2 separate regions of the Anas platyrhynchos genome follow, and region 1 is linked to region 2. The links are chromatin contacts, called in public Hi-C maps. All regions are on one chromosome and are shown on one strand. Each heading gives the region's core, a stretch centred on a gene start, on an enhancer-like site or on the middle of the called end of the contact. The rest is flanking DNA. Distances are from core to core; before and after follow the strand shown.

Region 1 (3,282 bases), core at 571-3,070, 210 kb before region 2:
GTTTCTTGCATTCAGAAATCTTCTCGTGTGCTGCAGCTATACTATTTTCTTTACCAAAAAGATGTACAGAGTTAGACTGAAGTCAAATAACACATGTCAAAAAGCCATTCTACTAAACTATAAAAATATAAATAGCTGTTTTTGATATGGTGGCCTGCTAGTTCCTTAAGCTTCAAAACTACATACACTTCAATAGATTTAAAATGTTTTTATTTATAAGTATTGTACATGTGGATGAGAGGCTTACAAGGTAATCATGGGTGCTATTTAAAAAGAAATAAATTACTCATCATATGTATATATTACGTTCACCAGAACTGCCTCTAGTTTCTTCATGAAAGAGAAATAGTCAACAACAACAACAACAAAAAAAAACAAATAGTATTTTCTCATCTTTACCTATATCCTTATAGATTTTTTCATAATTTTCCATTTCTCTCAGGTTCATATCATATACCAGAAGAGTTTTTCCCATTGAAAATTCACACTGTGATAAAGTACTCAGCATCCGTTGGTACTGACTGTAACTGAAAGCAGACAAAATATTCATTCCTAAGCAGCATGAAAATACCTGTCTATATAACAAGAAAACAAAGCCTCAGGTAACGTAAGAAACAGTTAAACAGTAATTACTAAACAAAATATTTCAAAGATTCAATGTATAATTTTTGGAAGTGCAGTCAGAAACACTGTATCAAGTAATTCTATCATGATGTTCTATAAGGTTCAAAGTTGGTATTAAAGCACTGCGCAGGCTGATCCAGGCATTGTTCGCTCTGTGACCACCAAGATTCACATTTAAATACTCCAGTGCTTCACTGTACCTGCTATCCTTACCCGGTGTCCTCCTGGAATTTATATCTGTTCTTACAACAGCCCCCAAAGCAGAACACTGTCTTATTTCCCCCACTGCTTTGGTCTGATTTTTAAAAAATAAAGACCAGCAGAAGCAGACACAGGAACAGCACTGCCCTTACCTAGGGGAACAACTGCACAACCACCACCTAAACTATTCAAGTCACGATAGTGCTATGATATCGTGACTGCTGGATCATTAAGCAACAAGGCAATCTTGAGGACATTCAGAGCATTGTTAGATTTCGTGAGGGGGTTGTGGAGTAATTTTTGAACCATCTCCAGCCCTCATCTCCTACCCTAACACCCCGTCTTTGTTCTGGAAACACCACAGAGCCAAAGCAGAGCAGCAGATGCGTACATTTTAACATGGCAGATTTGCTTTTTCAAAGCAGATCAAGCCCCATTTCCCACCGAAACGCAGACTAATTAGTCCAAAACAAAAAAAAAAAAGACAACAAATACCCTTCCTCCTGAGATCCGGAATTGCACCACTTAATGAAACTCTTCACCAACAAATTGATCCGCCTGTCGTCACCCGCCCCGTCGCCATCGATTAGAAGCCGTTTGCGGATAACTTCATCTGAGGGAAAGAAAAAATAAAAAGAAAAATAAAAAGGTTTTGTTGTTTTTTTAGTGCCTGTCCCGGGCCGGGTTAACCCGGGAGGACCCGCGGAGGAGAAGCAGCGGGAGGGGAGGCCGCGGACAGAGGAGGGCGGCCGGGAGGGGGGGGGGGGAGAGAGGTTGGGGAAAGGGGCTGGGGGTTTGTGGGGTCGGCTAGGGCCGGAGGGGGGCACGATGAAGGGAAAAGGGCAGGAGGGAGGGCTCACCGTCGGTCACGGCCCCCATGGCGGCGAGCGGCGGAGGCGGCGGGGCGGCGGCAGGGAGTGAGGTCAGCTCCCACAATGCAGCCGGCGGGAGCGGCCGCCATGGAGGGGGAGGCGGCGGCGGCCGGGGCCTGAGCGGCGGTGGTGGTGGTGGCAGCGCCGGTGAAGGAGGACAGGGGACGGAGGAGGACGGGCGGCTGGGGAGGGCCGGAGGGCGACGTGAGCGGCCCCCTGGCGAGGGGCGGCCCCGCCAGGTGAGGGGATGAAGGGGGAGGGAAGAAAAAGGGCCCCGATTCCAACCCCCCCCCCCCCCCCCCGCCCCGAGCCAGGCTCCACCTCTCCAGCCCCGAGCCCCCCGGCACATGGAGCCCTGGCCTCGACGCCTCGCTGAGCCCCTCAAGACTTCATCCTGAGGCTTTCACCTCGCTGGCTTCGTCCTCTGGGTCCTGTGGACCCCGCTGTGGGGTCCTAGGGGTCGGGGTTCCTCGAGGGTGGCTGCAGCGGGGTGTGGGCATGGAGGTGCCCCTGGGGGGGTGTGGGGGCTGCTGGAGCCCTGGGGTTGTCCCTGTGGGGTGTGACACCGGGAGGGCAGGCAGCAGGGCTTGGAGCAGGACGGCCTGGTGTCACGGGATGGCTTGGGGTGGAAGGGACCTCCAAGCCCATCTGGTTCTAGGGATGCAGAAATCTTTTTTTCTGGTGCTTGGGTGTCTGGAGATACTACAGTGTGACCGGTATCAAGCGTTGAGTTTCAGCTTTTTGGACCACTGACTTGAATGCTTATGCCATGCTAAAGTTGGCAACATCACCGTAATATATGTCCCACTGTAGTAATGGTACAGCCAGGGTTGCCACCCTGGTACTCCCTGATGGTTTTGGCCTCAAACCTGCAGGTCTGAGGGCTCGTTCTGCGCAGGGCCTTGCACTGACAGCCCCAGGGTCATGCAGAAAATGGAGGTAAGAAAAGAACAAAATCACGTGCAGTGTCATCTGTTCTCCTGCTTTTAGAGCTGTGAGTGATTACCGGTTCTTTTTTGTTCTGGACAGAGGCATTTAACAGAAATTTACATATCGCTAGGTGGTTTCAAGCCACTACTTTGCCTTCAACGGTGGTAACTGATCAGGTTCTTTGGAAGGTGCTATTGGGAAAGTGCTTCAGTGAGGGGTCATTGAAACACCAACTGAACTTTTGAGAATAAACAATTTCCAACACAGAAAATCTAGATAAGTAATTCTGTTCTTGACATCTACGTGTATTACTCTATATATGAATCGTGAGTGATATACTTTTATGTGAAAATCTGACTATTCAGTTATACAACGTTTGGTCCAAAGAATGGACCGTACGTACGTGAACTGTGTTTGTGCTACAAAAAAAAAGTTCTTTTCTTCATTTGTTGCCATTTAATACACCTGATTTGACAAAACCCTTTGCTTTTCCGAAGACATCAGTCCCTCTGATACAGCCCTCATACTCTGGCACAGGATGAGAAGGCCGAGGTGAACTCCTCTACACAGGTTTTGTACAGTGCGGTTTGTTGCTGCCTTTCCCTCTTTACCCATTGGTTGCCTCTTGGAACTCGGATCTTCAACATCTTGAAGC
Region 2 (3,194 bases), core at 31-2,530:
AATTTAATATCACCAAATCCCAAACCACCCATGAGCAGGAATTCATCTCCAGACAGCACGATGGGGGGAGATGAGGCAGCTCCAGCACGAGGCCAGGGACCCTTGTGCCTCACAGGTACCAGCAGTGCCAGCTTTATGAAGACACACAACACAGATAGAAATACCTGTTCGTTCTCATGCACATGCCCACACCCTGCTGGGGCTGGGGGGGTCCCATCCATTCCAATAGCTTAAGGGGGGTAAAAACCCACCGTGGGGGTGTGGGGAGAGGCAGGAGGTTCATGAAGCCTTTTGGGGCAACCCCCGAGGGTCCCCCCACAATGTCCTCCACCCATCTCAGCCCTGCTGTCCCCTGCACAGGACCCAGAACCAGCAGCAGGAGCCCCTGTCCGCGGGGATGCTAACGGGGGCACTGGTGACCGCAGCACGGGGCACTGCACCCATGACAGACACCAGCACACCCGTGGGCTGCTCCAGCGGGATGGAAGCACCCACCTGGGATGGAGACCCACCTACCAGGGCAGGGGGCATTCACACCAAGACAAGCACACCCCCAAAATCCCTATTTGCACCCCAAGCAATCCTCCATGGAGCCATGAAACCCCCCTGCTAGCTGCAAGCCCTCGGTGGGTCAAGCTCCCACTGAACTCCCATGGGTGATGGGGATCAAAGGGGGGGGTTCCCACCCACCCCTGGGTGCTGGGGGTCGAAGGGGGGCTGCCACCCCTCCAAGGGGAGCCGGGCAGTGGGGTGTCACCGAGCCTTACCTCCACTTGTGCAGGGCGAAGCCGGGACACTGATCCCCGCAGGTGTTGCAGGGCTGGCCCCGCTCCGGCTCCCCCGACGCCGTCACCTGCAAGAAACGCAGAGGTCAGCCCGGTCCCCGAGCCGGGATGGGGGGGGGGGAACAGGACATGGACGGGGACACCGCGGGGTGGGGGCACGCTTAGGAAAAAGAGGGAAAAACCATTAAAAAAAAAAAAAGAGAGAGAGAGAGAGGGGACATTTAGGGTGGCGGGGGCAGGACGCGCACCGGGATGGAGCCACAGGTTGGAGGGAGGGGGGGGGGCTGAAGGAGGACACCCCCCCAGCCCCCCAGCAGCACCTCCACCCCCCCGGGCACTCACCGAGCGGCCCGAGAGCCGCTTGCGGGAGCCGATGCCGAACATGGCAACGCCGCCGAGCCGAGCCCCAGCGCCCGGCAGCGGCCGCCCCGAGCAGCCCCCGGTCGCTCCCCGGCTCCGTCCCCGTCCCTCCGCCGCCTCCGCCGCTCCCGCCCCTTCCTCTCCGCCCCCGGCCCCGCAGGCACCGCCCCGGGCCGGCCCGGCCGCCCCCCGCCCCGCCCGGGCTGCCCGCCCCGCCCGCTGCCATCATTCCGCTCCAGAGTGAACGACCCCCAGCCGGCACGGGGCGGGGGGGAAAAATAGTTGGAGAGCCGCGGGAGATGGGATCCTGCAGAGCCCGGGGGGGCAAATGCTGAAGTTACAGCTCTGAGCAGGCTGCGGGGGGGGTCCTGGTTTAGGTTAAGCAGGGAGCGAACAGCCCGGGTTCCTGCTGGGCTCCTGGTCCCCGCCTTGCTAAGTCTAAAGGCACCAGGAGGAATGCAGCCGTGTAAAATGCGTTTGCTGCTTGAGATCCCAGGTGGGACACAAGGCACCTGTTGCACCCCCTGAGCTCCTGGGGCTGGGGGCTATGGGGCCGGGGGCAGCCCGTGCACCAGCTCTTGTCATCTGTACAACCCCCTCCAAAGGGATCCCCCCTGGCCAGCCCCCAGCCCGTACCCCTGGGGGCTGCAATCTGGTGTAGGGCAGAGGAGAAGCGTGAGCAGCAGACGGGTTTCGTGCAGCAGAGATGCCTCGGGAACACTCAGAGGGAGAGGGGAAAAAAAAGGCACTCATCCTCGCCGGGGAAGGACCAGCTTCACCATTAACATCTCGCAGCCTCACCCCAGTGGCTGTGGCTTTTTGCAGATCCTGTCATCTCCTTCCCCTCCTTCCCCGCCGCTTTGTTCCCTTGCCTTGCTGCTGCACAGCTGGGTAAAGTCGTGAGGCTTTGATAACTCTTCATTTAAGCAGTTTTCATTTTTTGTCATTTTTTCACTGGTATCTTCCTTGCTAGGAAACTGAAATGAGGCCAGGAGCTGCATGATTGGCTTTTGAATGTCTCTGGCAAAAAAAAAGTTTCAGGGTGATTTTCACTCTTTCCTCCCATAAATGTTGGGCTTCCTTTTAAAAATGAAAAAAAAAAAAAAAACAGGGAATTTTATCATGGAAAACGTTTCCTTTTGCATAAGATTTCTGCATGTCAGTGGGAAAAACTGACATTCCCTCCTCGTTCTGTTCTGTGCTTGCTATTTTTACCCCTCCAAAGCCTTCCAGCTTCCCCTCGTTGCTCCCTTCTGCCAAATTTTCTCATCATGTTCCTTCTCAGTTTCCCTCTCAGTTTCCTGCTCATATGGTGGTGCAAGAATATGTCCTAAACTCTCAGGGATGGAAGCAAGCTCTTCAAATACACACACGTTTTGTCACAGAGTGGGCAACTGCTTGCAGGCTGGGCTTTGAGCTCGGATGAAAACATCCCCAGCTGCATGGCGTATAGGGTACGGTAATATCAGGGGTGCAGAGTTGCTGTCATCTCCACTGAAGGACAACAGGATTTTAGGGAATGCGCATCATGCAAGAGAGGACCTGAAATTCGCCAGCACTTGGGGTGTCTTGCATAAGATTCAGAATATTTAAAACTCCAATTAAAACTGCTGAAATAAAAGCATTAATGGATACAGGACTTATAACAAGACTCAACGTGCTGTGGGAAATGCTTTAAAGGTGACCTGCAAATCCTTTTAATTGCTTTGCTGTTGCAAGAGGTGCTGTGTGCCCTCAATAACAGGGCTGGCGAGGACATCAGCTCTAAGTTAAAAACAGCAAAAGTAAGTCAAAGTTGGAGGGTGAAGTCCTTGGAGGTGTGGCTGTGCTGAATCATGGCTCCCGTCCTCTGATGAAGAGGCAGGTCCTGAACTTAAAGCAAGCAGAGCTGGCCTCCTGCCCTCCATGGTGCCGAGGTGGCCACGGAGCCACCAAAACTGCCTGGTGACCTGCAGGGCCTCTGTCCTCCAGCATCAGTTCAGCTGCAGGTGCTGGCGGGCAACTCCTCAACACCCAGGGAAGGTGCTGAGCATTAAGACTTGCACCGAG

The links. A called contact is a pair of places that touch in the nucleus more often than the background predicts.
Region 1: a contact with region 2 is called in a Hi-C map of F5 follicle, with 2.8 times the contacts expected there. The contact joins the promoter of THOC7 here to the promoter of PRICKLE2 in region 2. A contact is called at or near these places in 2 of 8 Hi-C or Micro-C datasets (F5 follicle and subcutaneous adipose tissue).

The regions. Positions count from the first base shown.
Region 1 is chr13:7,408,441-7,411,722 of IASCAAS_PekinDuck_T2T, reverse strand. THOC7 (THO complex subunit 7) reads right to left here and starts at 1,820. Exons shown (of 8, transcript XM_027467760.3): 1 at 1,686-1,820; 2 at 1,321-1,438; 3 at 400-527; 4 at 1-48. The coding sequence starts at 1,704. It overlaps ATXN7 (ataxin 7), which reads left to right and starts at 1,791. Exons shown (of 15, transcript XM_038185728.2): 1 at 1,791-1,936.
Region 2 is chr13:7,198,542-7,201,735 of IASCAAS_PekinDuck_T2T, reverse strand. It overlaps PRICKLE2 (prickle planar cell polarity protein 2), which reads right to left and starts at 1,280. Exons shown (of 9, transcript XM_027467495.3): 1 at 1,128-1,280; 2 at 768-853. The coding sequence starts at 1,169.